2 separate regions of the Sus scrofa genome follow, and region 1 is linked to region 2. A link is a contact called in public targeted proximity ligation data. All regions are on one chromosome and are shown on one strand. The core of a region is the stretch at or near the end of the contact, and the rest is flanking DNA. Distances in the headings are between cores, read along the strand shown.

Region 1 (2,764 bases), core at 14-2,513, 340 kb after region 2:
GGGATTGTTTCTATGTTTATAGTGGATTGAACGTACATTGGAAAGGTGAAGCCTGAGGGATCTGTCTCATCATGTGCTGTGTTGTTAAAACAAACACACAGAGACCTAGGAAAGATTTGCAAGTGTTAAATGGAGGAAGAGTTTTAGAAGTGAACAGTATTTTCCTTCTGCCTGGCATTTTTGTGTGTGTAGAAAAGGCATGCAAGGCAGGCAGGCATATGTTTCTCCTATGAGGCAAGGATGTTTTACAAAGGACTAAAGAGGGACTGCTGAGAGGAAAATAGCCGGCTTTAGATAAAGCACTATAACAAAGGCTCGTAGTTTTATATATCATGGTGTCCATTAAAGCTTAATAGGGAAGAGTCCATTGAACCTGGCTGGGTATGTGTTATTCATGGGAAGGATAAACATTTAAGAGAGTGCAAAAAAAAAAAAAAAAAAAAATCAGAAATCAGGAGGACATGATTGTTCAGCTTTTGAAAAGGCTTTACAGTGAAGATTTTGTTTTCATCTCCCATGGATCTCTATGCAAGGTAGAGGAGAGTAAGCTAAGAATGTTTGGAGCGTATCAACGCAGGGATCCCAGGGGGTTAAAAGCACTCTAGTAAAATAAAAGTGGTCTGCTTCTGCCTCTCAAAAGTGTTCTATTTTACACATACTGCTGAGAAGCTGACAAAGGCAATGATTTTGGAACTCTGCTCAGTATGATAAACTGGCATAGTACACACAGTCTTAGGACATGTTTTTAGACTGTTTTGGATTTTCCAGTGCCATAAACAAGCTTCGAGGTTTGTGCCTGTGTTTGTTTTTTCATAAAGTTCCAATTATGGCTGTTAACATGCGAAGGTGGAAGGGAAAGCTTTGGTTGTGAGCAGGGATAGGGGGTTAGGTCTACTGTCTATTCTTTTGGCAAAATAAGGGTTAACTTGTAACGGGATGGGGGTGGTGGTGAATGAATTATTCAGCATTTAGCTTATCATTCTGCATTTTACTTTCCGTTCTTTGGTGCTCTGGAACTTGCTGAGAGAGGTGGAGTGGGTAAGGGGAGGCCGGGGTTGTGATACTTTGCACACACATCCCTGTCATTGTTCTGCCTGAAGAGACAAGGCTGGGTTCAAGGCCACATGTGCTCCTGTCATCATCCACATTTCTGCTCCAAGTGCAATCCGGAGTGTCAGCTCTCCATCTGTCTCTGCCTGGCAGGCGCACGCGCCCAGCACCCTGCCTCGGGCTATGCCGCCCCAGCCCCTTCTGACGGCCCTCCTCTCTCTGCCTTCCTCTCTCTGCCGGCTCCCATTCCAGAACAGGAGGCATGAGCCCTGAGCACGCTTGCTCTTAGGAGAGAGCCACTTTCCGTGTGGACGCTGGATTCAGAGATGCCTGGTGAGTTAGCCCTGCTCCGCTCTCTCTTTCTCTGATTTTGAGGTGAAGAAAGCTTACTTTTTATTATGCTCGGAAAATACCTTCTGCCCCATGGCGTACTGCATTTTATATGGGCAGGTGGAGGCTGGGGGGTGACAGAGGTGAGACAGGGAAGGTGGCATAAAGGGAGCATCAAAATCTGGGTACATGGGTATAGGGTGTGGAACCCTTGCTTTTAAAATTTGGGAAGTGCGTTTTAAAGGCTAAGGGGAAAGTATAGCCACGTATCTGTTTGCCAGAGCAGTTTTACTTGAGGGATTTAGCTCAAGTAAGAAATACTGTTTCTGTTCTGGATTTTGTGCCTGTCATCTGTACCTTGCATCCTGGAAATTTCATCTGTGAAGAGAGTTTATGGATTATGGTGGAATCCTGGGAAGGTCTCTTTAAAAAGCTGTTTATGTCAGAGAAAGTGAAGGAAGCCTTAGGGACTACAAATAATTTCAGTCTTGTCCTAAATCACAGCCCTTAGATGTCATTTGGGCAAATAATTGGGGTCAGTTAATTAAAAATAAAACGTCTGCCGAATTACTGAAGCTGTTGTGGTCCTGAAAATTTAGTGTATGTCAATTTCCTCTGAAAATATTATCTTTGGAGCTTAGAGTGTTTCTATGATTGTTGCCAGTGAAGGCTTTGCTTATGGAGAAAGAAGCTTGGTAGAAGCTTGATGGAGGGGGAGAGGGTTTTTTCTGCTGTTTTCAAGAGCTCTCTGGATTGCCCTTTTCCTACTTTGAGTAGCCTAGCTCAGATAAAAAGACAGGGCAGATAGAGATCCTCCAGCTGGCTGATTTGTGCAGATTTGGGGGTAGGACAGGCAGAAGAGGCTGTGCTTGGTCACAGAGTTTGTACACCTCACAGATGGTGTTTTGAAACATTATCTGCCAGTTTTCTGCAACCACAGTTGTGTGTAGGTATTGCCAGTTGTTTGAAGAATGTTTTTCCCCTTTAGGATGTGTCTTGCAGTCCTCATCATTATTGATATATGTATAGCAAGGATGCGTTTGTGACAGAACTGCACTTTTTCATTAGTTCAGCAGAGGAGGGATGCATGTAGCTGAAATATGGGGAAAATCAATTTACAAAAAGACAATGACTGAGGTCTTGGAAAGGTCATTTTAACTCTTTAAGCTCTCATCTTGATTTATATGTACCATGCAGCTAAAGATGTAATGTGCATTGGGTATGTGATAAGGAATCTGTGTGAAAAGGTGCTTGTGTTTTTTATTTTGCCAGAATACTGTAATGCAGTTTCATCTGATTTTTATGTCACAGGTCAAATCTAATTAGTTTTTTTTTGTGGTCTTAATAAATGTATGTTAAATGACCTGATTTATCAGCATTTTGT
Region 2 (2,724 bases), core at 50-2,549:
TTTAAAATGATGATCAAGATCAAAGATTTGTGCCTTTGGTATACCAGCTACGTTTTCCCACATAATGTCTCTCCCAGGTTACTTCTCAAGATCATGAGGAAATTTTATCATTAGTTACTATGAAAGGGAGAATTTGGATAATTTAAACTGTTCCCTGGTAAATGTGCAGTTTAGATAGCTTTTCTCTTATGCCGGGCAGTGACTCCATTGCTTTCCTAAAACAGCAGCTAAATGGCTGCTTAATCTTTTTGGGGAAAAAAAGGAATAAAATTGTAACAATAAAGTTTAAATGAAAACATGATCCCTAAAATCCATTTTTACAAACATTAAAAGTAGGCAACTTTAAACATTTCAAGTAGTCTTATACATAAGATTTCTTTGTTTCGGTCCATCTGCTACTGATTAAACATTTTATATTTCCATTGTGATTAATTATGCTATTTATATACTTGAAAATGATTTGTTTGGAAAGGTATGGTCTAGTGTAAGTCTTTCATTTCTGAGAATGACAGCCCTTCAAAAAGTAGAGCAACACTATGCACTCAGGAAATTCACCATCTGCTTTCTTATGCTCTTATTACAAATTACAGACCTATAGGAAAACAGAATTGAGCGAAAACAGAGTATAAATAATGCTAATGGCATTCATTTGAGATGTTCGAAAATGTATCCATTTTTAATTAAGCCAACATACTCTCTTAGTCCCCAAAGAAAATTGCCATGACTTTTTTCCTGTCTACACTCAGTTTGAAATTGCCAAACAGCCAGAAATTTTCAACCAGGTCTAGGAGGCACCCTTAATTTATTCTAATCTAGGCTGAGCTTTTCAGGTATTAGAGCAGACCAAGATGGTGTACACAAGGCTTAGGCATAGCCTTGATCCCATAAAGAGAACTGGATTAGGGTTATAGTCAATACAATTGAGGAAAAAATGCTCTGGAAAGTGTGCCATAGACCGTTTTCCAACATAAGTGTTTGTTAGTGCCAACAGACAGTAAGGACCTAGAGCTAGCAATTTCCCACCATTTGAAAGTTAGCTATTGTTTCATTTTTGCATGACCAAACAGGCATCTGAAACCACAAAATAAAACCATTTTTATTCCGCCTGGCCAAACCACATTTAGTGAAATTTCGTAAACCAAAACAAAATTGCTCTCAGACTAAAATAAACTTATGCCAAATATCAGGCTGTGATTTTTTTTTTTTTTTACAATGACCATTATTCATATCCAGAAAGAAGTGTTTACCAAGCGATTGTCCCAAGGACTATTACCAAAGGTAGCCAGGAGCCACACTTACATCAGGCTTGCTCCCTCATTAACACACCAAGGGCCTCTGGGGATCTGTGTTCAGCACGCCATTTGCTTGTTCTATGCGTCTCTGATTGTCTTTTCTCTCCTTTTTCTCCATCCCAACTGAAAACTACTCTATGACTTCTGGCATCTCTATTAAGTAGTGAGCCGCATGGAAATGATTAACTTTTGAACTGCAAAACTGAAAACACTCTCAGGCACACTGTGGAAATGAAACATGTCATGTAGCAAAAGGGTTCCCCTGATGGAGTTTGCAGCAAGGAAGAGAAGTCATTGGCTGAGATTTCGGTTTTGTTGTTGTCATTGTAGATCAAAAGGATGTGATCATCCCTTCTGATAGCTCTTTTTTCCCCCTTGGTAAACAGCCTCTGAGTGAGTTCATTAAATATTTAAACAGTCCTGGTATCTATTAATGTTATCAGACACATGAAATATGTCTGATGGATTTATTCTGCCGTTAAGGAGCCATACCCCGGTGTCCCTCCTGGGACAGTGCTCCAGCTGTTTAAACTATAATTCCATCACTAGGAGGAATGGTGAAATCACTGACCTCTGTGAAACGGACTCATTGCTACTCAGCCTGTAAATTGCAAATGAAACCTTTCTGTAATAATGTGAAAATATGCATGCATAGGAATTAAAGCACTTGGGGGTCACCAGCAAAGCTTGGTGCATTTTCTGTACCCTCTAAACAGCTGGTGGAAAGAATCCAATAAATCAATGCCTGCAGAATATTTGTGATTAGGAGGTGTATGAGTCTTTTGGGGTTCAATAGCTCTACCACCAGGTATAGGAGAATCTCAATCAATCCTCTGAAGATTTTTATGTTTTTTTTTAATTCCTTTACTGTTTACTTGATCTTGATTCTCAGAAGTGATAAACTGTGGTGAAACTATGATCCATACTTACATTCCATAAAATCAATCTAACAGGAAATTATGCATAAAGTCCTTCAAACTGTGAGCTACTTTGATGTCCTCTTTTTACCTATTTCAAGCTTATGAGAAATAACAGTTCATGACAAATAAGAGAAAGAATGTCTGCCCAAGACTTTCATGTGAAGGAAAGAGGTGTTTTAGTTCACTGGTAGGTTATCCATGTAATCACAGTATATTTATTTTTTTTACATCAACTTAACGTGTATGAAAGCCCTTACACAATTTCTTAGATATATTGATAAAGCCAGGTGTTGACAACCCCTGGAGATTGTAGTTTCAAAGACTTGGTCTAATTATCCTAAGAAACTTGGTTTTTCTGAAGCTGCCAAACAAGTGGCAAATCCAAAATATGGAAAATAAGCCAATTTTTCAGTACACTCTTCCCTTGATATTGCAGGGAACTGATTTCAGGATGCCCGGCTATACCAAAATCCTGGGGTGCTCAAGTTCCTTATGAAAAATGGCCGAGTACA

The links.
Region 1: a contact with region 2 is called in a targeted proximity ligation map of skeletal muscle, with 4 times the contacts expected there. A contact is called at or near these places in 1 of 47 Hi-C or Micro-C datasets (embryonic fibroblasts) and 1 of 2 datasets of targeted methods (skeletal muscle).

What each region holds. Positions count from the first base shown.
Region 1 is chr4:44,638,023-44,640,786 of Sscrofa11.1, forward strand. The region is part of intron 5 of RUNX1T1 (protein CBFA2T1); the gene reads left to right. All of the region lies in intron 1 of LOC110260259 (a long non-coding RNA gene), which reads left to right. Among named protein-coding and RNA genes, the nearest start is that of RUNX1T1, 39 kb to the left of the region's middle.
Region 2 is chr4:44,296,747-44,299,470 of Sscrofa11.1, forward strand. No RefSeq gene overlaps it. Among named protein-coding and RNA genes, the nearest start is that of RUNX1T1, 300 kb to the right of the region's middle.